Linked DNA regions of Mus musculus: regions 1, 2, 3 and 5 are each linked to region 4. A link is a contact called in public Hi-C and promoter capture Hi-C data. All regions are on one chromosome and are shown on one strand. Each heading gives the region's core, a stretch centred on a gene start, on an enhancer-like site or on the middle of the called end of the contact. The rest is flanking DNA. Distances are from core to core; before and after follow the strand shown.

The links. Promoter capture Hi-C pulls out the DNA fragments that hold promoters and counts their contacts. A called contact is a pair of places that touch in the nucleus more often than the background predicts.
Region 1: a promoter capture Hi-C map of pre-B cells shows a contact between it and region 4, with 2.2 times the contacts expected there. The contact joins the promoter of Ptpdc1 here to the promoter of Nup153 in region 4. A contact is called at or near these places in 2 of 39 promoter capture datasets (hippocampal neurons and pre-B cells).
Region 2: a contact with region 4 is called in a Hi-C map of muscle stem cells, with 2.7 times the contacts expected there. The contact joins the promoter of Mylip here to the promoter of Nup153 in region 4. A contact is called at or near these places in 2 of 39 promoter capture datasets (the C10 cell line and pre-B cells), 1 of 484 Hi-C or Micro-C datasets (muscle stem cells) and 1 of 115 datasets of contacts at active chromatin or transcription factors (thymic regulatory T cells).
Region 3: a promoter capture Hi-C map of pre-B cells shows a contact between it and region 4. The contact joins the promoter of A830005F24Rik here to the promoter of Nup153 in region 4. A contact is called at or near these places in 6 of 39 promoter capture datasets (the 3T3-L1 cell line, the C10 cell line, cranial neural crest and 2 more), 1 of 115 datasets of contacts at active chromatin or transcription factors (large pre-B cells) and 1 of 9 other capture datasets (pancreatic islet).
Region 5: a Hi-C map of B cells shows a contact between it and region 4, with 5 read pairs. The contact joins the enhancer-like site here to the promoter of Nup153 in region 4. A contact is called at or near these places in 1 of 39 promoter capture datasets (the C10 cell line) and 1 of 484 Hi-C or Micro-C datasets (B cells).

Annotation. Positions count from the first base shown.
Region 1 is chr13:48,624,186-48,628,983 of GRCm38.p6, forward strand. Ptpdc1 (protein tyrosine phosphatase domain containing 1) reads right to left here and starts at 1,487. Exons shown (of 10, transcript NM_207232.2): 1 at 1,192-1,487.
Region 2 is chr13:45,387,238-45,392,728 of GRCm38.p6, forward strand. Mylip (myosin regulatory light chain interacting protein) reads left to right here and starts at 2,505. Exons shown (of 7, transcript NM_153789.3): 1 at 2,505-2,806; 2 at 3,952-4,142. The coding sequence starts at 2,720.
Region 3 is chr13:48,511,462-48,516,393 of GRCm38.p6, forward strand. It overlaps A830005F24Rik (RIKEN cDNA A830005F24 gene), which reads left to right and starts at 2,109. Exons shown (of 2, transcript NR_165458.1): 1 at 2,109-2,168; 2 at 2,673-3,378. Zfp169 (zinc finger protein 169) reads right to left here and starts at 1,975. Exons shown (of 5, transcript NM_026450.3): 1 at 1,834-1,975.
Region 4 is chr13:46,725,736-46,730,523 of GRCm38.p6, forward strand. It overlaps Nup153 (nucleoporin 153), which reads right to left and starts at 2,114. Exons shown (of 22, transcript NM_175749.2): 1 at 1,625-2,114. The coding sequence starts at 1,738. The region is part of intron 1 of Gm46412 (a long non-coding RNA gene); the gene reads left to right.
Region 5 is chr13:48,541,937-48,547,190 of GRCm38.p6, forward strand. No RefSeq gene overlaps it. Among named protein-coding and RNA genes, the nearest start is that of Mirlet7a-1, 6.3 kb to the left of the region's middle. Within about 2 kb of position 3,980, at least 414 of the 459 cell types and tissues checked have an H3K27ac peak or open chromatin away from gene starts, as enhancers often do. A contact at or near this core is called in B cells, where this site is marked.

The DNA of each region.
Region 1 (4,798 bases), core at 237-2,736, 1.9 Mb after region 4:
AGTACTGTTGAGATGGGGAATCTGGGTCTCCAGGACACAATGCTGTGAAGGCACCGGTATCCGGTTAGCAATTAGTTATTGCTAAGACGGACTACGGACTTCCAAATGGGAATCGTCTATGAGGTCTTAAGCAAATTTCATGCTGGTCCCAGTTTGTCTCTAAGACCTGGGTATCCACACTTTTTAAAAAGCCACAGGTGGGATTCCTGGGTAGCGAGAAGTTTCGCTACAACTGAACAGGAAGAAACCACATGGTGATGAGTGAGTGGTTTGAGGTCATACATGCGTGTTTACATTTTATTTCTTTCCACTAACAGCTCTGATTGTGGCAAATCACCCAAGCCTTCCTTTCTGAGGGAAAGACAAAAACAAAACAACAACCTGGAATGACACTTTGTTGTTAAACTCAAGAAAGCTTATGCTGTGCAGGGTGGGGGTGGAGGGTGAGGTGGAGGTGGATATATACATGTTCACACAGGTTAATAGTGCCCGCCATGATAACAGCTTCTCAGGCTCCTTCAGCTCGCAGTCAATGAATGATAGCTTGTGTTCAGTTTTTAGCATAGACAACCCTTGCTGGAATAATTTGATCAGCTATTTCCCTAAAGCACTGTTTCTCAAGCTCCACCCCCCTCCTCCCTGGGCCTTTGTTTACTAAATTTTCTTTTCCATTAAAATTTAATACCACAGGTAGGGTGTATCTATGGTGTGGTCCTCTGAAAGGCCACAAACCCTTTATTATATAAGAAAACACACACACCCCAGAGCAGGGACATCGACATCATCATCATCATTATCAACGTTGAGAATGCATGTCAGGAGAAAAAGTGACTTGGTCAAGGTCACGTGACTCGTTTACTGACAGAAAGAGGTCCGAATTAGGGATCCCAAAGTGGTAGCCTGATACCTGCTTGTGGCTGTCTTGTCTGCTTTATTTGTAATGAAGAACTAGTTGTCAATATTTCTAATCAAGAGATTTCAACTAAAACACCCAAGCAAGCCTCCAACTGCTCCCGAGAAATCCGAGTGTCGCAGCACTTGAGCAAGACAGAGGGGCGCCCGGTGGCCCTGGTCCCCCGCCCCGCCTCTAGGGATGCGCCTCCAAATAACGCCTCCCTGGATAACCCGCCGCGTAAGGACAACCGTCTGGGGACCGCTCGGCGGGCGCCTAACTGGCTGCGGACTCCGAACCTCTTGGCGCGCTTCGCTCTCCGGCTTCGGAGCCCTGGAGCCGACGGGTCGGTGTCTCACGTCTAGGGCCGGGAGGCGCGGGCGGAGAGGACCGGCCGGCCCCGGGCGCTGCTCGGGCGGGTTCCGCGGCGCTGGCCTGCCCGCAGGCCCGGCCTCCCGCCGCGCCTCTGAGCAGGGAGACTCCCCGCCAGGCGCGCTACACAACGTCTCCCTCGGGCGCGCGCACGGGCCACTCCACAGCCCGGCCGCCGAGGACGCCCTGTCGCCGCCGCGGCCTTGCGCGCGCCCGACCCAACAGCCAATAGCCGGAGCCGCTCGGTGCACGTGATACGCGCCAGCCAATGGAGACTCGAGGCGGCCCGTGACGCGGCGGACAGCTTCTAAGGTTTTCGAACATGTGGGAGCCGCTGGGAAGCCGAGCTGGGGCTTGAGTGGTCGCGGGCTGAGCCGACGGCGTGTGCGCGGAAAGCCCGGAGGACCCTCAGGGCCATGAGAGGGCGCGGCTGCCAGCCTGCAGCATGGGGGTGGGGGTGGGGGGCACCGACTCCCCACGAGCCCCGGTGCAGAGTCGCAGGAGGAGCGAGGACTGCTCTGGAGCTTCGCTCACGGAACCACGTGTTCCGTCTCAGCGCCCAAAGAAGAAGAAAAGCCCATATTATGCATCGAATGTCTTCATTTCCCCCCTAATATTCTTGAACTATTATATTTAATAGTCAATATTGTCTTGCACTATGACAGTTTAAATATGAATTTCTGGAGTTGGTCTAGTAGGGGAAAGTTGAATTATGTAGAGGGGGGAAAATGAAGACCAAGTGCTGTCATAAGTATGGGTCCTGTAGGTATCTGGTGAAACCACTGTACCTGTTAGCAACGATCCGTGTTGCTAACGAAAGTCCCAACTGCCACTTGTTCTGTAAGCATACTTTAACTCAAGTAGAAATTTCCCCTCGGTTGTTCTGAAACAGACCATCAGCAAATGTTCACTAAGGCAGTAATTTAAAGACACCAGTGCTGTAGCAGTTGGATGACCAAAGCTAAAAACCCATAAATACTATGTCTCTCCACAGTGGAGTAGGCTAGCCTAATAAATCTGAATTCTCCAACTCTCAGAGTGGTGTTTGGTTCTTCTTTGGTCAGTTTTCCATAACACCAGAGTCTCTTCCTTCTGTTCTCCTGCAATCCTTAGACTTTCTTTGTCAAAGCCTTGCCAGCATCTTAGCCTCTTGTGACTCCAGGTCTGGACAGGAACAGGGACCCTGTCATTAAGAGACCTGACTGGTCTCTGCCCTCTTGTAACAGAAACTCCAGGTTCCAGAATCCTGATCTAAACTCACAGGCATTTCTTCTCATTAAAGCTGTACCCAGGGATCCAGACATTCTGCCATGTCACCCTTAAAAAATCAGGTTTCCTTTCAATTTGTGTCATGGATCAAAATCGTAGACAGAGCACCATCCACCATGTCCTTATTTAATATTTTAATAAAGATCTTACTAGAAGCCTACCCATCAACTTAATCATATTATAGATCTTACATACTCAGTAACATGACCTCATGTAGTTGAGAAATGTCTTCACTAGGCACATTTCTGTTCTTAAGGAAATCCCATGCCAAAAAAGTGAGGGATGGATCCAGATAAGCATCTACCAGCCTCTGCTGAGTCCATGTTTTCAAACTCTACTAGAAGTCCTGTTATCTCATACAGTTCAGTAGAAATGTCTTTCTAGTGCAGGACACTGCTAGGCAAATTCTGTGGCGCTCTGTGCTAGATGCTTTACATATATTTTCTATTTTGTCCATGCCATTAATAGCTTTGTGATGATACAAGTGACATCGAAAGCTGTAAATGTATGCAATGGTGTCAGCGTTCGGAGGCTGATTATGGGATGGATCCCCAGGTATGGCAGTCTCTAGATGGTCCATCCTTTCGTCTCAGCTCCAAACTTTGTCTCTGTAACTCCTTCCATGGTGTTTTGTTCCCAATTCTATGAAGAGGCAAAGTGTCCACACTTTGGTCTTCGTTCTTCTTGAGTTTCATGTGTTTTGCAAATTGTATCTTGTATCTTGTGCATTCTAAGTTTCTTGGCTAATATCCACTTATCAATCAGTACATATCATGTGAGTTCTTTTGTGATTGGATCACTTCACTCAGGTCCATCCATTTGCCTAGAAATTTCATATAAACTAACCAGTACCCCCCAGAGCTCGTGTCTCTAGCTGCATATGTATCAGAAGATGGCTTAGTCGGCATTGTTGGAAAGAGAGGCCCATTGGTCTTGCAAACTTTAGATGCTTCAGTACAGGGGAACGCCAGGGCCAAGAAGTGGGAGTAGGTGGGTAGGGGAGTAGGTGGGTAGGGGAGTGGTGGGGAGGGTATGGGGGACTTTTGGGATAGCATTGGAAATGTAAATGAGGAAAATACCTAATAAAAAAATTAAAAAAAAAGAAAGTTGTAAATGGTGACAAACTAGCATGGCAGAAGGGCTTTAGGTATACTAAATGAGTGATCTGGTTTCAATTAGTTGTACAGTGCTGCAAACATAAATATAAGGAATATAAATCTGTGTTTTCAGTTAACAAAGTTCTCTGTCTAAAGTTAACCTGGATCAACAAACAGTATAGGGGAAAAAATACTACCTTATAGCCCAGTAAGCAGGCCTCATATAAATATACTAATACAAGAAAGATTTTTACATTAAATTATCAATTTGGGGTTTGGGAAACAAATATTTCCCAAATTGACTTGGCATTTCTTACTATTAGCCAAGAAAGAAGAGTGCCCATGTTTGGTTTTTTAAATAAGAAGCAGGACTGGTTTATGCTTTAATAAACAATACCTATTATATACTCATGCTACATTGTAACATCAAAATTTAGCCTTCCAAGTGACAAGTATAGATATACAATGAACATGTGGAGATTATTTATAAATTGGTTGTGTGGATGAGAAGGATCTGAGAAGAAGAGTGACTTATCAGAGAAGACTTGCGAGGAATTGACAACTGAGCTAAATCTCCATGAAGACTTGAAAGAATCTGGCCAAGAAGAGAATACTCATCCAAGTACTGAGATGAGTTATTACAAAAAGATAGCATATATGACTGATGGTTGTAAACAAGAACACAGAGTAGCAAACTGAAGAGGTAGGCAGTCTGCTGTCACAGCAGTTGTACACTATCCTCCTGAAGAGTTTGTATTCTTTGGTCATTAGCATCCATTCTCTACCCTGCTTTGGGGCAAGGGGAATTGCTTCTTGTGTACATTCTTATGTGGCATTATGATGCCCTTTGCCACTATGCAATGGATGGTGAGTGACCAGGGAGGTCAGTCATGTTATTTGTCAAGCATAAGGGAAAACGTGGGATAGATGAGAAGTGTGCAAATATGCTTCTGTGTAGCAGCTGTTTCTTACAAACTGAAGCATCCTAGAGGGAGACTCATTAAGACTCAGGGAGTAATCAAACTTCTAAGATCCAGGAAGTAAATAACTGAAAATTCTTAAGAAGTTCCTGAAACTTACAGGATCCACAAGGGCCATCCCACATCAAGATTAAGATCAGACGCTTGTGTCTTCCAGCCTCAAGATCTGGATCACAGGTATGCTTTCC
Region 2 (5,491 bases), core at 1,255-3,754, 1.3 Mb before region 4:
GTCTTTAGCTAAAGATATCCTCAAACTCCCTACTTAACCTACAATGACCTCAAGTTTCTGATGCTTCTACCTCTATCCTGCAAGTGCTGCTGGGATTGCTGGCCTGGTGTCACACCGCTGCCATTACACACAGTGGTGTCTCACCACTGCCATTACACACAGTGGTGGCACACTGCTGCCATTACACACAGTGGTGGCACACTGTTGCCATTACACACAGTGGTGGCACACTGTTGCCATTACAGACAGTGGTGGCACGCTGTTGCCATTACACACAGTGGTGGCACGCTGTTGCCATTACACACAGTGGTGGCACATTGTTGCCATTACACAGTGGTGGCACACTGTTGCCACCAGGGCCACTTGATGGTACTCGGGGCTAAGTCCATACTACGTGATCACTTTATCAACTGAGTTTCAATCCCAGCCCTTGATCTCTTTTGTTAAAACCACCTCTTTTCTTCAGTAGTAACTGGCGATGCCTTAGTTTAATTTTTACACTTTAGTGTTCATATATGTAACACGTATCGGTCAGAGGACAACCTGTGGTTGTTGCTCCATGGGTCTTGGGGTCAAATTCAGGTCATCAGGCTTGGTGGCAGGTACCTTAATCCACAGAGCCCCTTTGCTGGCTCTTTTCTGGAGATACTTGGTTTTAAAATGATTAGCTCTTTATTGAGGATCTCACAGAAGGAATTCAATGGATGTGGGTTAAAGAGATGCCTATGTCATTGTTAGCCATGCAACTGGTTTGTAAGTAACTGATGGTTGTTAAATTTTTCTTAATTAAAAATTTTAAACCTGACATTTCCTTCGCTTCTACAAATTATTTAGCTGCTCATATTAAAAATATAAATATAGAATCATTTCTATGAAAGAAAGCCATTTAAAAAAAATCCTTGCCAAACCCCAAAGTAAGATAGTTTTAAAGATAGTTAAATAGAAATGTTTCTGTTTTTGTTTCTTGTCTTGTCTTTGTTTATTCTGTTTGTTTATTTTTGTTCTTCTTCAGCTCCTTTCTACTCCCAGTATCTAGGAATTTCCCCAAATCTGTCCCCTAAGTTCCCCCTTGTTTAAGCTGGTTAAGTTTTGGCCTTTCAAAAATATTAAGCAATACAACCAATTTCCATGTTGCCTCCTCTCCTTATGGTGAAATTTCCAGCGATGGGCCACAGATTAGATAATCTAAATGTTATCTCCCAGGTACACGTGCCAGACCTGCTTCCGGGAAGGAAAGGAATGAGCAGTAGACCGGTGGATGAATGCAAGCTTACACTGGACTTGGAGCAGTTCGAGAACTGTACCATGTGTTCCTGAAACACAAAGCCAAAAGACTGAACAGTTCTCTCCGCGAGGGCTCTGCTAAGATCCCAGTCCTTCTCCGATGTTTTCCCCATCGTCAGAAATAAATATCACTGAGCCCAAGTACGAGGTGCACCACCAGGTTGAGCTATACAGCAAGACTTCGTCTTAAACGCACAGCAAACAAACGGCACAGAGATAGGGTCATTGGCAGGCAGGGATGGCTAGATTGCTTCCCAGCGGTGCTGGGGCGAGGGGGGGCGGCTTGCAGGAGGGGGTGTCCAAAAATAGCTAGTCTCCATTCTGCGAGGACACTGAGCTTCAGAGAGATGGAGTTTTCCAAAGATCCAAGGCTGAAACCCATATCTCCCGGCTTATCTTAGAAACCAAAAAAGACAGTATAGGCCAAGAGAAACAGGTGGTAAAAATATGAAGGTTGTACACCTTTAACCACTAATCTCTTGTATTGAGATTCCCATCCTGCTAGGTCCTGAGATGAGCCTGTTATCTTTAAGATGGGGTAACATCTGGGTGTCTGAAAGAAAGGGCAGGGAGTGTACCAGGTGTATAGTGAACGAATTGGATGAGAGATAGGCTGGGTGACATAACTTGGTAAGGTGTTTCAATGTAGCAGAACCCACACATAGAAACCCTTGGCACGAGTTAATATAAGAATGGTGCTTGGATCAAATTACCGGCTTATATTGGGTCAGCTGCAAAAACTTTTCTACTTAGATTCTTCTTTTGACAACCCACGGTGGCAAATGCCAGCGGAAAAGCCTCTTCTTTAGGCTCTCTGTCTTGCTTGCTTCTCTTTTGGCTTTCACAAACCACCTGGTTATTAGAGTAACCCCACGCAGGAGTCCTGAGAACCGTAGTAGCAACGTAGCATCACAGGAGCCTTTGATCACAGTTCTCTCAAACCCGGACAGAAAGGCGTCCCCTGGAGCTGCGGGCGACAGCGGGCTGGGAGGAGCGTCGCCCAGTGGCAGAGGCCGCGACCGTGCTGGGGATTGGGGAGAGGATGGGCTCCCACCTCCCGCAGCTCCACAGGCGGTGCCGGGAGGCGGGGCTTCAGCCCACCGAGACTGGGAATTGGTTGCCGGAGCTGGGGAGGAGGGGCAAGCACGCTGTGATTGGCGGAGTCCGGTGCCGGAGGGGCGGGGCCTCTATAAAAGACGCGTGCCTGTAGCGGCGCAGGCAGTAGGGCTGTCGGAGCGGCGCGGCCGTGTAGCTCCCGGGAACTGGCTGTCGTGGGGGTGGCGGGGACGCGAGTGGCGGCTGCGTGGGGTGCAGGGCGGGTGGCCGCACGGCTGCACCTTCCTCACGGAGCCCGGAGTCGACTTGGAGCAATTGCGGTGAGGCGACAGCTCCGGCGCACACCCGAGAAGAAGCGGCGGTGGCGGCGGCCCCAGCCATGCTGTGCTATGTGACGAGGCCGGACGCGGTGCTGATGGAGGTAGAGGTGGAGGCAAAAGCCAACGGCGAGGACTGTCTCAACCAGGTGAGGGCGGCGATCGGAAAGGGGATCCCTTCTTGTCCCCGGGAAGCCTCGGGGCTCGGGGATGCTCCCCGGGAGCCGGGCGACGTTGCAGCAGCGGCCCGTGGAGTGCTCCCGGGACGCCAGGCTCCAGCCTCCTCCTCCTCCCCGCGAGTGGAGAGTGCGGTGGGGGGGGGGCGGGGGGAGCATAGAGGACGCTTACGGTGGGGGATCCGGGGCCCGGAGACCAGAACACTGCTGGGAACCTCCACCCTGTCCGTTAGCCTGGCACTTTTCTCTAAAGAAGGTGGCCCGGCACACCTGCCGCAGGTGTGTGTGTGTGTGATGCCTCCCGTGGAGTCCTTGCAAAGCCCGGCAGCGCCACCCGCGTCCCGGGATGAGATGGTTGCAAGCGGTCGCTGGCCCCGGGGCTCCCTAGCTGATCAGGTGGGCCCGAATCTCAAGCCGCTTCTCAGAAGGACTGTTCACCTGACACTCTAGGCTTGCTAGGGATCCAGAGTATATTGAGTAATTTGCGGGGGACGGTTCTGCAGGCAGCCTCCTTCTTGAGGGGTCTTTACACGTGTGTTTTCTTAAGGGTGACTAAGGCTCCTAACGGGGTGTGCCTAATGGATATTGGCAGGCCCATTTGACCCCTTGAAATACTGTGTCTACGAGACCTGTGGACCTGAGCTGTTTGGAAAGGCGCTTGTAAAGCTTAGCTGACACTTGTAGCATGCTTCCTCAATGCGTTTGTGTTTTTGGAATCCAGATGGTTAAAACTGTCCAGATAATACGCTGCCAAATCAGCTGTGCAGATGGTGCTGCGGGGCGGAGGGGGGGGGTGGCGGGGGGAATTCCAGCGATTGGAATAAGAAATAAAACACCCTGTGTGTTCTTCTACCTCAGCCTTTTGGGAAGTCTGTTTTGGGGGGACCCCTTTCCCTGTGCCATTGGTCAGACCCTAGAAATAGTCAAGCAAGGCCAAGCCTCCACTGGAGGGCTGCGTTTTGGCTTTGCTGTTTCCTTAAAACCTTGTTTTTCCGGTCGGTCTACCAACTGGCATTGCAAGAAGGTAGAACTTTGGGAAAGCAGGGGCCAGTCCTCTCCTCGGATGGAGCCCTTAGGTTTGCACTGCTCACACCCCATACCTTTGGTTTTGTTTTTAGGTGTGCAGGCGTCTAGGGATCATCGAGGTTGATTATTTTGGGCTGCAGTTCACGGGGAGCAAAGGTGAGAGCTTATGGCTGAATCTGAGAAACCGGATCTCCCAGCAGATGGATGGGCTGGCACCTTACCGCCTTAAACTGAGGGTCAAGTTCTTTGTGGAGCCTCATCTCATCTTACAGGAGCAGACAAGGTAAAGCGAGGCCGAAACAAACCAATGTCAAGTACACCTCAGATTCCATTTAGTGGTAGCTATCGTGCCCTCCCGGAGATGTTCCCTGGCAAAATTGACTTGGTGCAAAGGAAGTTCAGGAAAAATTCAAGTTTTCCAAAGCACAGTTGGCCTGGGTGGGTTTTTCAACACTTGGTTTTTTGTTTTGTTTTGTTTTTGTTTTTCCTGTTCTGTATAATATTAGTGGGAGAGGCAGGGTTGACTTCTTACAAACAAAAAGAAAACCAACTTCCTGACAGCTTCATCTAACGCCCGCTAGTAACCCCGCCTCAGCAGTGTTACTACAGGTCACTGTAGACCGTTCTAGCGGAAAGCAGGAAACAGTTCCTCTTGGGTTACTTAAACTTGGTCAGTCCTCAGCCTAAGTGTCAGATTACAGTGTGTAGCAGGAGCGGCTCTGTCTGGCCTCCTACAGATTTTAAAACTTTTTTAAGTTTCACAAAATCTTAATAAAAGAACTCTTTGAGGGGCCACTGTAAAGTAAATTTCAGCCTACAGATTTATTAAAAATGATTGTTGGACATGTGTTGTTGTTTTTTTCCTCCTTGTTAAACTAAGGGCCACCAGCCATGGTAGACAACCGAAGCCTGTGGGTGTGGTCTCCTTTTCAAACGACCAAAATACACACACACATACCCGGTACGTTTCCCTCTGAGCTGACTATATAATACTTTTCTCAAAGATGAACCAAAATAGGAAGGTGATGTTTAATATTTATTACCAAAATGCAAGAGACTACAGTGGCGTGTGGAAAAAAGGAAAATGATTGCTTTGAAAGCCACAGCAAACTTTGGATCCCAGCACTGATGTTTTCCATACTCCTGTGGCTTGGCAATGGGCCACGCATGTGAAACACGTGATCCTGCAGATTTCGACTCCTAATGGGGAACAGGCTCTTCTGAGAGGGTTTAACTTACCACTTTTTTTTATTTACTAAACAAGCGATGGAAACATTAAAAACTACCATCCATTTGGATTTGGAATGTCCACTTTGCCTGCCTTGCTGTGGCCTTTTAAAGGTTGAGAGAGATTTTGTTTATGAAGGAACCTGGCATAAGAAATTTTTACTGTTTCTGAAAATACCTTACAAATATTCATGTAGTGGCATACTTACAGATGCTGAACTGTCTGTATTAACCACAAGAGGCTCTGTCCTTTTTTAAAAACATTTACTCAGTGTCTCTGTGTACTTGTGTATGTGTGGAGGTAAGAGGACAGCTTTCAGAAGCCTCTTCTCTCCCTCTACTGTGTTGGACCTGGAGTCTGAACTCTGGTTGTCAGGCTCAGCAGCAAACATCTGAACCATCTCA
Region 3 (4,932 bases), core at 859-3,358, 1.8 Mb after region 4:
AATAGTCCCAGTAATGCAAAGTTTTCACTTTAGTAGTTCTGGTATCTTGTTATTTACAGCAGATTCTTCAGCCCCAGCTAACCAAAACCACAGAATCTTCACAATAAAAATAGCAGCGGCACTGATAAGAGTCTTTAGTCTTCCCTCTGAAATTTCACAAGCCAGGCCTCCATCTTGTGCACTGTTCTCAACATTATCTTCCAAGCTCCTATACAACATCCCACAGAGCTCTTAATACCGAATGGATCTTCTAGCCCAAAGTTCCAAAGTCCTTCCACAGTCCTCCCCAAAACATCATCAGGTTGTCACAAGAATACCCCATTCCTGGTACCAATGTGTCTTAGTCAGGGTTTGTATTCCTGCACAAATATGACCAATAAGCAAGTTGGAGAGGAAAGGGTTTATTCAGCTTACACTTTCCACATTGCTGTTCATCACCAAAGGAAGTCAGGACTGGAACTCAAGCAGATCAGGAAGCAGGAGCTGATGCAGAGGCCATGGAGGGATGTTTCTTACTGGCTTGCTTCCCCTGGCTTGCTCAACTTGCTCTCTTCTAGAACCCAAGACTACCAGCCCAGAGATGGCACCACCCACAATAGGCCCTCCCCCCTTGATCATCAACCAAAAAAATGCCCCACAGCTGGATCTCATGAAGGCACTTCCCAACTGAAGCGTCTTTCTCTGTGATAACTCCAGCCTGTGTCAAGTTGACACACAAAACCAGCCAGTACAGACAATAGGGCAACTGTACATACAAGCTCACTGCAGTTACAACACCATGCACAAGACCCGTGCAAGCCCAAACCAGAACAAATCTCAGCACAGAGACAAGAGTTCGGCACCAAATACCTAGTACCAAGCTACGGCAATTACTAGCTGCTGGGAGAGGAGGAGAAGGGTTTCTCTAAGAGTATATAGCCCGAGGTAAGCCAATAACAATCCAATGAAATATTCAAGAATATTGAATTCAGCATAAGTTAGTCTTAAAGGGTTTTGAAACAAAAAAGAAAGATAGGTCACAAAGATAGGTGGACTGGGGACAGAATTTTCAGTGGTGAATATAATCAAAATGAGTTGTATATATAGATCAGAGAACTAAAGAGAAAAGGAGAAACCAGGCTACACCGCCAGAAATTCAGGGAGCCAACAAGCCCTGGGTCATGGGGGAAATGTCTCTTCCCATTACATCACTCCAGGCTCTTGGAAGATCCCAGAGCTCAAGGGAGCCACACAAGGTCATTAGCCCACAATGTGTAAAAAGGCCACCCCCACTCCCCCCTACACACATATACACACAGGCACGCACGCGCACACACATACACACCACACACACAAGCCTTGTCACACACCAAGACTCCAAACTTCAAGACTAGCTCTAGTCTCTTGGTCTTTGCCGTTGCATTCAGCCAGGCAATTCTGTATGTTTTCCCCGCAAGGCAAGCGACCAAGCTGTATTTCCAAATTCATGATGAGTGCAGCTCCCCAAGACTTCTGTCCTCACCAATTCAGACATTTGTTCCTGTGGAGGATGGCTCTGATCCCTCACAAACCTCAACAGAGAGCGGGGGTGGAAAGGTGACATCTAGATGCCCCAGGTCCAATCTCCCTGACCTGGCACTAACACAGGGGACACACCTACAGCGTCATAGCCTGGGAAGCAGGCCAGACTGACCTGTAGCTTGTTTAGGACAAGATAGTGGACCCCTAACCCCGTTCTCACATGGCCCCCTCCCCATCCCAGGGTCTTCACCGAGACCCTCCTCCGGGATGGGCAGAGAAGCTGATTCCACTCCCAAAGACTCCACGCATCGAGGATGGAGCAGCGGCAGACACCTGAACCTTGTGGGTGGCCCACGCCAGCTCTCCGGACTCTTCCCCGCCTGGAGGGATCTGCAAGAGCCGAGGACGTCTGCACTTTCGCTCACCAGAACCGCAGTAGAATCGTCCACAGGCACAGGTGACGACTGCAGGATGCGGAAGTACACCGACCGGGGTGACGCGCGCGCACTTCACTACCCACGCAGCGCTAGAGATGGGGGAACTACAATACCCAGAATGCCGCGTACTGCAGGACACCCCATGCTGACTTGGCTGCAACCCGAAGCTTCAGACTATAGGAGGGGCTCCCTAGCACTGCCGGACTCTTTCATTGACTGCAAGACAACAGGGTAAGATCTTAGAGAAACAGAAAAAAAGCAGAAAAGCCAAACCGAAGTAATCTTTGCGTACTTCTAAGGAAGCTCATTAATCAATTCTTTTAAAAAAGATGTGCTATCTAGATGCCTTCCTCCTGCCAATTCAATCTTGGTTGGTTTTTTGTTTGTTTGTTTGTTTTGTTTTTTTTCTTTTTTACGTGCCTGTGAGTCGTGTGTTTTAAACTGCAGCATGTGTGGATACTGTGGGTGTTGTTTCTTGAAAATAATACTTTTTTTAAAAAATGATTACAAAAAGACAAGGGCAAACTAAGTTTGAAGATATTCATAGTGTAATGTTTTAAACTATTTTGCTCATACAAAAAAACACTTCTTGGTTGTAACAGAAAGACAAAAATCTTTGCGAAAAGACTAGGAATTTGAGCGGAACTCAATTTAATTGAATTTGAATTTTCAATTGTATTTCTAGTATTTGACGTGAGCAGTATTTTCAAATTATTTCCCATTTGCTTCTTAAAGTGAGGTGGCAAACAGCAGAAGTCAACAGGGACCAGATTCAGTCTTCCACATAAAACAAGCTTTAAAAGGACAACATGGACTAAGAAACCGATGGGGAAGCACTGCACACAGAAACAATGGAGGAATATCAGTGATGTGGACAATAAACGAAGTGAGCAGCGAACTCCCCTGGTGAGAAACCGTTCTGGCACAGAACAGAGAAGGGAGACCCGAGCAAGACCTGGAGGTCAACCTGAGACGAAGCCGGGGCCCTGGGGAAACCAAGGCAGCTTCAGTTCAAAGGACAGTACGAAGGACCAGAGAAATCCACAGAGGTTCAGTGGCTCCTTCCTCGGGCGTTCACCGAACACTGACAGCACGCGACACACAGCTGTGCCATCCCAGGGAAAAGTCCCGGGAAAAATGTCAGTGGGAATAAAGGGGGTGAGGAACAACACCTCTTCCTATGAGGCCATAAAGCCTTCAGAGTTGTACATAATACCTGGAAATGGTTTCATCTTGATAGGAAGACAAGATGGGGCCCCCGAGCCTTTCTTGTTTCACCTAGGAAAATGCAAAACTAAGCCTAGAAAAGATCAAATTGTTTACAAGTAACTTCATTTTATTTTTTTTTAAGTTTGAGCATACTTAGGATACACGCCACACTTGATAAGGCAAAAAACATGGAATGTCAAGTTTTCAATTAAAAGATGTCATGCCAGTAAAATGGGTCTATATTGTTCAGATAAAGAAAAAATAAAATCAGTAAGAATAATACTAGGAAATAAGGAGAGGCGCTGGAGAGGTGGCTACCGAGTGTTAAGAGCACTTGGGAATCTTGCAGAGGACCCAGGTTCAGTTCCCAGCATCTATAAGATGGCTCACAACTGCTTAGAATTCCACTTCCAAGGATCAGATGCCCTCTTCTGGTCTCTACAGACAACTGCATGCACACAGTGCACTTACCTGCAGGCAAAACACATTAATACTTATAAAAATAAATAAAAATGCATTAAATAAAAATACATTAAGTAAAAAGAAATATCATGTGGAGATGGTCTCAGTGGATAATGTGCATGCCATGGTGCTCAAGCATGAAGATTCGGGTTCGGATGCTCAACACCTTGCTTCAATTTTGTTGTTGTTGTTTTGCATTTTGAGATAGGGTCTCTCCAGAAACTGTCCAGAAACTCACTTTGTAGCCCCTGCTGGCCTCAAACTCACAAAGGTTCATCTGCCCCTACCTACCAAGTCCTGTGATTAAAGGCGTGTGCCACCATGCAATTTGTATGACTAGAGTGGCAGAAAAAGACACCTGACGTCAGCCTCTGACCTCCACACACATGCACATGTGCAAACACATACGTACCCACACCACACACACACACACACACACACACACACACACACCCGCATGCTCGAGTGTAAAAAGATAGAGAGAGATAAAGGGACTGGACCCAGAACAGACCTCAGCAGCTGGGACCCAGCTGAGGAGCCAACTCTGCTCATAAATCCGAAACACTTCCAAAAGCCATCACCTAAGATAAGCTAGGTTTGTAAGGTTTTTTTAAAATCCATCTCTTAAGACACTAAGAACTTTCTGTCTCAAAATTGCTATAATGCCCTTCAGTTCATTTTTTTTTTCTCACAAGAGTATGCACACTGGGTCAGGAAAAAAAAAATGAAGACATGATGTCTACTGCTCTAGAGGAGGTGAGACCTGGGAGAACGGAGTCAATAAATGAAGCCGACTAGAAAGTCTTATGCAATAGCCAACTTCATTCAGAGCATCAGCCAGTTTATACTGAGAGTTAAGAAAACTCAAAGTCCTCATGAGTTCAAGCTGTTAACAACCACAAGGAGAAGCCAGGTGTAGGACAAACGTGTTTTTTCACAGAAGTGAAACATTTAATTGACTAACACCAGCAAGCAATAACAAGTAATGATGAGTCACCTGAAGAAAGCGCTCTGCTATTTGCTCCACCTGGGAGGAACAAGAAACTGCATTCAAAACAGGAAATGTGTTCTTGGGTGTAGTTTCATGTTTTGAAGAAATGGGTCACAAGACTCTCGGGGTTTGTTTTGTTTTTAGTTTTCTCACAAACATTCAGAATTCTCACACTACTCCATTCTTGGACCTTGTTCTGACAGTATGACACATGGTAGAGACGAGATCTTTTTCACTGTTAAAGAGAAGGTCATTATAAGCAAGGGGGGAGATGCAGTCAGGATGTGGTACCAGAGTAGGATGGGATACATCATCATGCATCCCGGTATATTT
Region 4 (4,788 bases), core at 864-3,363:
ATACAGCTTGAAATCTGTACCAGCTCTAAAACATGTTTGGTTTTAGTTGAATGCACTTCTCTCTCAAATTAGTTTGGTTTTTTTTTTTAACCTAAATACATTTTAAAATAAGCTGTGATCATAACTTTGGCTTCTTTCTAAATTCTATCATAATATCATACATAATATTGGCTTCTTTTTAAACTCTATCCAAGCCATCCATTTCTTTGCTCAAACTGTTTTCAAGCAATCAGAGGTGGTTCATTACTCTTAGTATAAGAGTATGTTTGCCTTAATGTCCATTGTACAGTATTAGGCAAAGTAAAACGGCCAGGCTTGTGACCTGATTTTAATCTTAAAGTCTGCTTCTGAAGACCCCGGGCTCCTCAGCATTCAGGGAAAATGGTAATATTGCAAGGCTTCCAAGCAATGACAAATAACTTCTTAGTACATAAAACACAGCTGTTTCTATTCAAAACTTTCCCTATCTTTATTTTAAAAATCTCAAAAGTGATATAATTTAACATTACCAACAAGTATTCAATTTTAGCACTAGCCAGAATAAACAAAAAGTCTACATTTAAGAGTATGCAACAAGTTATATATTAGCCCTTCTTCAGTAAGCTTAAAATATACACTTCCTACTTTTAAAAAGTGGCTTCGTTAAAGTGAGTTTTTAACGTTTTAATTCTCACAATTTTTAATAACTGAAAGTGTTCTCTGAACCAACTATCTCGTTTACAACAAGAATCGACATTTTTATAAACACCCAAAGAAGGCATACGGTGGCTTAAGTAACACCCCTGGTGAGCCCGAAATACCTTAAACTTCTAGAAAACGCCCAGTATTAAAAATATTTGGTGTATGAGATCAGAGCTGAAGAACTGGTCAACTGTAGAGAGTGGATGATTCTGGTCTTCAGTATATAGAGCGGGGTGGAGAGAAGAGAGGGAAGAACCACGCATCAGAGACCAGACGTAAGAGCGGCGAGGGACTTTCAAAACGCCTCAGTGCCACATAACTATAACTCAGTTAAGAGAGGAAAGGATGAGAAGCTAAACCAGTGTGTTCCGATCTGGAAAGGCCAAGCAGACAGACGAGGGGACCGGACTACCATTAATGATTTAACGCGTCTAAAACCGAAATTATTCCACGATATGGGTAACAGCGCCCCCTCCCCAAGTCTCTCCGGGCCGCGGTGGCAGATTAATCTCCCCGCGCACCCTGAACCCGGGAACACAAGAAAGAAAAAGCCTGCCAGCGGATGGGCCTGTTGCCACATCTTTCCCTTGTTCCCTTCGTGAGGTCGTGAGGAATACCATTTAACCCCCAAAAACCCGCCAAAAAAAAAAAAAAAAAAGAAGAAGCAGCAGCAGCAGCAGCAGCCCGAATATCCGAAGCCTGAGATTTCTTTTCCCGCCCTGTGCCCGCCAGGGAAAGCCCTTGGGCGGGAGGGCTGGGAGAGGCCGCTCGCATCCCACGTGTCTGCCGCCAGGCCCGGCCAGGCTCTACCCACTTCCCGTCGCCACCCGGGTCCAGCCTCAGGCCCTCTGGTCCCCTCCACGTGGGGCCGCCGGGTCCTCGCACCGCCCCCCAAAGAGACCGCCCGGAGCCGCCCAGTCGCCACGGCGTACCGGTCCCGTACCTGGTGTTGGGGTCGCCCCTGTTGGTAAGGCTTCACCGGCCCCTGGTGGCAACGACGAGTCCGGATCTTGCCGCCGCCGCCGCCCCCTCCTATGCCTCCGGCTTCCGAGGCCATGGCGGAGCCTGGGCGGCCTCCCACTACCGCTCCCGGGCGGGAGAGGCAGAGGCGGCGGCCTGAGGGCCTCCCCCGCCCGGCCCTAGGCGACACACAGACACAGCGAGAACCGCGAGGGAGCGAGCGGGAACTGAGAGTGCGCGCGGCGGCGAGGAAGGCGGTGGCGGCGGCTGAGGGCCCCGAGGTGGCTGAGGAGCGCCGGCCGCGTGCGGACCCCCGCGTCTGTGTTTGTCACCGTCTCTATGGAGATCTCCCGCCGAGGCCGGCGCGAGCAGCTCCGGGCGCCGCTGAGGCCTAGCTCGACCGCCCGCTGCTAGAGGCTCCTCTTCAGTCGCCCTGGCCGTCGCTGCCGCAGTCCAGGCCGCTGGCGCCGCCCGCCAACCCCTCCCCCTGTGCGCGCTGCGCCCGCCCCACCGCCGCCGCCGCCGTCGTCGTCCCTGCAGTCGTCGCCGCCGCCGCCGCTCTTGCGCCTATTACCGCTGTTGAGGCGGCCGCCCCGGTCGCGAGCCAGAACACCGTCACTCCTCCGCGACCGACGCTTTGCGTCATCACGCTGCGACAATGCGGGGGGGGATGGGTGAAGGAAGGAAGGGTTGGCCGAGCCCGCGCTCCCTGTCGTGGGAGCCTCTGGGAAATGTAGTTTTTCTGGCCAGAACGCGGATTCTCGGAAAGGCAGGCTATAGCGGAAGGACACCCACGGAGCACCGCAGAGGCACAAAGCCCGGGTCATTTGGCGGCGGTTGGCTGCTTGTTTAGATTCAGAAGGGCACTCGACACGAATACTGTAATCTCCCATTCATCAATTATAAGCCGAATGGAAGTAAACAGTAAAATCAAAGAACCATAATGCATCACAATCCGGGGGGGGGGGGGGGGAGACCGCGTTGAAATTAACCGTGGCCGCGATCCCCAGGCCAAAAACAAAGTAGGAAAGGCATTTGGCACTTGGGAGGCAGACACAGGGGAATGGCTAGTTACACATTACCCTCAGCTTCATAGTGAGATTCTGTCTCAACGAAAGCAAAAAATACAACTTCATTACTGTTTCATTAAACATATAAGGGCTTTGTTGTCAACACACACCGTGCTGGCATTCTGAGTTGCTTCACTACTTACAAACTTGACCTTGGATGACTCTACTATTTAAATCTACCTTATAAAGTTGTGGGGAGCTAGTGCGGTCGTCTGTGTAGAGAGCACCCAGTAGATTTCCTGGTATACAAGAAACGCAGTAAATGGTTGCAATTATGACCTATGCAATCAACACACATTAAGGGTGACTCATATATCCCTAGTAAACATATATTTGCTTCAGTTAATATTATAGTTAGGTGACTAAACAATGTATCCTCAAAGACCGGATACACCGTGTTAAAGATGCAGGCATTAGACAAAAGGTCTGTGTGATCATGTGGTCCAGCCTAGTCATTCAATGGACTATATGGAAACCAAGAAAATTTAAGGGGCACCATTAAGGGTATCGATTTAGAGCCTGGCTGGTGACAGACATCTTTGATCCCAGCACTCAGGAGTCAGATGTAGATGGATCTCTGTGACTTCAAGGCCAGCCTGGTCTACAAAGCGTTTTCCAAGACAGCTAGGGCTGCATAGAGAACTGACTTGGAAAAAAATAAAAGAGGGTGGATATCTAATTGGGCACTCAAAGCCAGGACTATAACCCAGGGTTTTTTTGTTTTTTGTTTTTATGAAATAAGTAACTATGATTAGGAAAAAGAATCGATTATGGAGAATCATAGACTTAATGTTCTATTAGAGAACAGCGTTCTAAAGTTTATAACTATAAAATCAAATAGATTGTTTGAATCTGTCACTTACTAGCTGTGTAGCCTTGGGGAGATTAGTGATCTTCTTTCTAAGCTTCACTTTCCTCATCTGCAAATAGAATGAATATTTACCTCAACAGGGACACGATTCTGCTTATAATAGCTGTACAGACAGAAAGCACTTAGTGCCAACCAGAAATCCACTACCAAAAGTGATCTCTTGCACCAGCCCACCCCCAAAGTGTACAATTCAAATCACTATTGAAATCAAATTAATAAAACAAAACTTACAGTACCTTTGAACTTATAGTACCTTTCAGAACATCAAAGACCCTGCTGTAACCAGTTGGTACAGTCTGTGTCTGACCTTAACCCCTGAGACAAGTTACCAAAGTTGATGAAAAGAATTCATTTCCTCTCTTTCTGTGTCCTCCCTTCCCAACCTGCCTTCACTCTGAGTGTGTTCTCTCCCCCAGGGCTACAAAACAAGCAGAACTGTTCCTCTCTGGTCCCTTCTCGGCCCAACAGAATTAAGTTTCCAGCAGAGGCTAGCAGCTCATTCCTGGAAGGGACAGTCTTCACAGAATTCATGAAAAAGTCCACATCCCTTTTGGGCTTGATCGCAGTTATTTCATTCATTTCCTGCATATATTTACATAGAGAGGAAAAAAAATACAATGCTCTCATATTTGTGTGGTTGGTTTGTTGCAGGCTGTGGCAGGAAAACAATGACATCCAAAAAGTCCACATTATATCTAGACTGCTCTCTAGAGCCAAAACAATATGTCTCAATTCATGAAAAGACGATTACTGCTGGGGTCTCTCTGCCAATAGAGACCCAGTATTTTTCCAGTTTAACATGGAAACCGTTTGCCAACTACAAATCAGCAAATAAGCAGCTGACCTTCATCTGGCAGATGAAGGATTACTAGTAATTAAAAGTGAAATACAGTTTCCTCAAACCCCAATCTGGACTCAAATTAGTCTTCATTTATTTTTTTTCAAAAAGGTAAAAAAAAAAAAAAAAAAAAAAAGCTCCAGCCAATAGAATATTCAGAGATGGCAAATACAGGAAATTATGAAGTTTTATGTATTTATTTTACCCTCTAAACACAAAAAAATAAGGTCTGGACTATAATGTCTATTCATGCAAATAATTTCCATCAGATTATTGTTACATCACCATAATGTTCTGCCCACCTTTTCATGTGATAATTACTACCATGTACTTCAGTAAATAGAGAAATAAAAAGAAGCCCGTCTGGT
Region 5 (5,254 bases), core at 2,730-5,229, 1.8 Mb after region 4:
GGTATTTTTGCTTTTCTTTGATAAAGCACTTTCAGTATTTCTAGCAATGGTAAGTAAGTTTATGAGCAATTGATGGAAGATGACATTTTCTAGATTCCTGTTTCTTTAATCAAACTTAACCCAATTTCAAGATCTCTATCACCCCATTTATTAAATACATTGAACTAATCCTGAGGTCCATGTTAAGTTTTAAATAGCAAAGTATTTACTAGGTCACAGTTCCCAAAAGGACCATTTCCTTTCTCAGGCATATGGCAGACACTCAAGACACTCTTTTTATTAAGTCAGCATAGATAATTAAATTCTGAAAACTGTTTAAAAAGTAATCAATGCCAAGACAGTCTTCAATGCTCCTTTTTAAGTTTTCCACTGTAAATTGGAATATTATGAGACTATGTAAGCTCTATGCTATCCCCACATACCTAAATACACTCTTCTCTAAGCCTAAATTATGTGGAAACATTTTTGGGAAAGGTAGTGAGGTCCAACCTGGGTGACTTGTTCTATTTATCATCCTACATAGATTTTTTTTCTCGACTCTAAAATCTCCTACCTTCTTTCTCTACACTCAAAAGCCCTGAACAGCCCATAACCTTTAACCTAGATCTAGTTATTTAATATAGATTGCACAACCTGCTAAAATTAACTATTCTTAACAGGCAAATCAACCTAAGTTCCTTTCTAGGCATTTGTCAATCACATATGCCAAAAGAAAACAAGATATGGGGCCTGGCACAGTGACACATGCCTTTAATCGAAACACTTGGGAAGCAGAGGCAGAAAAAAAAAAAAATCTGAGTTCCATGCAAGCTACGGATGCGTAGAGCAAAAACAGATTTATTATTTTTTCAAAAAAAAGGTATGGGGAATGAGTTAAGATGATGTCAGCCCTTCCCAGGATTTCAAGGTACCTTCATCTTATCAGGAGAAATAGAACTGGGTAACTAGTTAAACAAAATGCTCCTTAACCATATCCACTACACATATCAATTTAAAACAAATTATCTAAAATGTCTCAAAATATTCCTAAAGTAACAAAAGTACCTTTCAGCTGTCTTAAGAGAATTTAAATCTATCTTGTATCTAGGAAAGGTCTTTTGTGAGATAAAGCTGGAAAACCAGAAAAGTTTTGTCTATCTTTAAGACAAACATATCCAGGTAGCAAATATGAATTTTTGAAAAGTAGCTAAATAATGCATCACAGTTGCATTATTCATTAAGAAACAATTACCAACACTGAAACTGAATATCTCAAAATGGTACACACTGTAACTAAAATATACTCCTGCTGTAATGTAAAATACTCTAGATTTCACTAGGTACCAAAAAGGCAAAATCATTATATCTAGTTAATGCAATCTACTCTTAATTGATTACATAATGCACAGAACACCCACAAAACTCAAGGACCATGTAAGGTGCCACCTTTACCCCCATTACTTTAGTCCTGAGAAAACATGAAAAAAAAAACATTGACAATTAGTAAAAATAGTCTTTATAGTATAAGTTTCTAAAGACATTCAAAGTTTTGAAATACTGCTAGCCTTGAGTGCCAAAATATACTTCCCAACTTATACACACTTAAATGGGAGAGGGGAGCAGTGTTTTACACATTTCACCAAATATGACTATAGAGCTGTTTCTATTATTCCTTGGAGATCAGTGTAAGAGAGGAAATGTGCTCTTCAGGAGGACATTAACCATTTCTGCCACTCACAAAATGGTACTTTGCAGGAAAACTAACAGATATAGCTGATGTAGCACATTATTTCGTATTTTAAATCTTCCTAAAAGTTTCTGATCACCACATACTAAGTGATTCAGGATACATTATTTGGAACATTCATTGGTGGTGCTTCCATCTAGCCTCCTTTATTTGAAACAGGGTCTTATACAGCTCAGGATGGCCTGGAACCTTCTACATAGCTGAGGATAACCTCTAACAGTGCAGGGATTGCAGGCAGGAACTGGAGATGGAACCCAGGGCTTGAGGCATGGCTGGCAAGTACTCTTTATCAACTGAGTGAGCTACACCTCCAGCTCTGGCTTTGTAGTATTTTTAAAAAGGCTTCTTTTTTTTAATTATTTTGTATTATGTCTGCACAAATGTGGACATCGAAGGATAACTTGGAGTCAGTTCTCTCCTCCCACCATGTGGGTGAGTCCCAAGGATTCAAACTTGGGTCACTGTCAGGTATGATGCTAAGTGCCTTCAACCACTTATCTATCTGCACAATTGTCACCAACTCACACTGGTTCTGTAACATTAGTTACTGAAATAAAAGGAACTTGATATTTAGGATGCTATTCTCTAAACCAATTAGTTTCCTTAGTTCTGGAGGAGGTTTACTAGGGACATTTCCCAGGACCCTCAAGAAATCTAAATGAGACTTACTAACATTAAATTATTATGAGCATTTATTTTATTAGTACTGGAAACTCAACCCACCAATTCAGGCATGTCTGACAAGCTTTCTATCACTGAGCAACAACTCCAGCAGGACCATTTGTTTTAATACTTCACTCTGTGAACTGAAGTACTTTTTTTTGTTGTTTGTTTGTTTTTGAAACAGGTTTTATCTGTGCAGTCCTGGCTGTCCTGGAACTTGCTCTGTAGATCAGGCTGCCCTCAAAACTCTTGAGATCCACCTGCCTCTGCCTCCTGAGTGCTGGGATTAAACTTGTGTGCCAACACCTTCTTTATAGCCACATGTTTTGCATTCCTCTACCTTTCCAGCTTGAAAAATTACTAAGTCTCAAATCAGCACAACTTCAATTTATAGTGGGGGAGGGCACAGCTTGCTTCAAGTCTACAAAACTATCAATTTCTACAATAAAATTACCCATAGGGTAAAATGCACGCCCCATCTACACAATTTTGATAACACTTTTTAGACCCGACTTAATTTGGAAGATTTCTATTCTCTAATTAAAGTTCTTACATTTCCAACTAGTATTTTTGTTACACTAACAATTTCAAATTTCCCAAATATTACTGCTTCAACTGACAGAACCTAATGAAAGGCCAGAATGCTGAAAAATCTGTATTAAACTAACTTTTCTTTTTTTGGCTTTTTTCGAGACAGGGTTTCTCTGTGTAGCCCTGGCTGTCCTGATACTCACTTTGTAGACCAGGCTAGCCTAGAACTCAGATATCCGCCTGCCTCTGCCTCCCAAGTGCTGGGATTAAAGGCGTGCCCGGCTAAACTAACTTTTCTTATAAAAAGATTGTTTACTTGTTCAATTTTCTTCACAAGATTATCAGGCAATCAAAAACAAGAACACTAATGTTTTAAACTTCAAAAACAGGTTGCCAATATTTTTCAACAGTTAAAAAAGCAATCTGTCATCGTCTTCCATTTTAACTAAGTTTCTAAAGTTTTTCTCCGCCCCCCCTTGTCCTTTCATAATTATCCTTTTAACACAAAAAGTTGAAAACTACAACACAGACGATCACTTCTGACACAGACCCTGCACTAACAAGCGGGATCACCGAAGGGCAGTCCTGGCCAAGGGCATAAAGGTTACCACCCTGCCTCCGCTAAAGAGCGCGCCGAGAGATAAGTTTTCTTAGCCGGCCTCCGAGAGGCCACCCGCTTCCAAGAGTTTGCAGCCTCCCCAGTCAAAAGGCCAGTCTCGTTTCCGGTGCCACCGAGCTGCAAATCTCCTACCCCATCCCCTGGGATACAGTTTCCTCCCGCTCTCGCGCTCCCCTCCCCCTGGCCAAGGACGGGCAGCCGCAGCGATCCTCCAGCCCCAGCAGCTGCTCCAGGCCCTCAGGCCGCAGTTGGCCGAGCGGAGCAGGGGCAAGCAGCCAGCGTTGGCTCTCCGTTCCCTCCCTGCCAGCGCCTTCCCGCCCCGCCCCGTCCCTCCCCGCCCCCCGCACTTCCTACCTTCCTCCATCCCACCCCCCCCAACCAAAGCCAAGGTCTCCCCGGCCCACAAACCTGACGGCGGAAGTGACGTCATAGAGGCCCGGCTACGTCCGCAGCCAGTCACGCCACAGCGGGGAGGTAGCCCCGACCAACCGGCGCGAGCCAGAGGGCGGGACTTCCGTCCGCCGCAAGTTTGATTGAAGCGGCGGGGGAGGGGCGAGGTGAGGAATGTGAAGAATGACCCCCCTCCCCCGCCCGGTCGCCGAGGAGCTGGGCGGGAAGCGGAGGGGGCTGGGGCAGGCCAGCGGCCACGCGGCACCCCTCCCCCGCCCGAGCCCCAAGGCCCACGGCATCCGTGGGCCACCGGCCCCGGGGCCACCCGCCTGCCCGAGGCGCCCAGGCCATCCCACGGGTCCCAGGGTGCGGCGCGGCAGCCCCCAAGTCTTCCCTCCTGGTCGCCCGCTGCCGCCGCCGCTGAGTCTGGAGGAGGGAAAAATGGCGACGTCCCCGCGCTCGCCTTCACGCCCGCAGTACCCACCTCAAGCTCGCGGATAAAGGCGTCCCGCTGCCGCCACGGGAAATGGTCTGGCTTTCCCCCCACCGTGGCCCTCCACCGCCGCGCCCGGGAGAGAGCAGCGCGCGAGAACCCGGATGGAAGCGCGGGCGGGCGGGCGCCGCCTCGGCGGCCTGAGGGAAGGCTACGCGCGCGCCGGGAATCCGAGGCGGGGGCGGGAGCTGCGGGCAGCGCGCATTCCTATTGGCGGACGCTGTTGACGGACGTGTGCCTCGCCCTCTCGCCTTAGCCGGTCGGGGCTCACCCGGACCCCCACTGGAGGGTGACGGCTGAGCCCGCCCCCGCCGCGGAGAAGGCGGGTCTGGCCCGCCCACCGTGACAGGCTCCTCTTTCCCTACTGGAGGACCGGGAGAATAGCGAGGACCGTCCTCTGAGTCCCGCCCTCCGCGGTGATGGACAAGTCGTGTCACGTGGCCTCCGTCCGCTCTGCCGGCTGCGAGGCGGGAGGTGCTAGAGTTTTCGGGGCGGTTTTCACGTGTACCCAAGATGTTGGATTCACTCAGTCTTCCCTCTCGGGGGCTCCGGGGCTCGACGCCAAGGCCACTCCATACCTCACTTCACCCATCTGTCACATAAGGAGTTAGGTCTCCTATGGTGTATCTTTTATCTCTTTTATTTTTTTTTTCTTTCCCATGTATTGAAATTTTTGTGCTAAAACTTTTTCAAAGCAATCTTTACGAATTCTTTTTTTTTAAATCAATGCAAAAGCATTTCTTCATTCTTACTGGAACTTTCCATGCACTAGGAGACCTCTCTGCTCTTTGGTGGGTGGGTTGGGGTACTATTTAATGATAGTAGGTTTGCA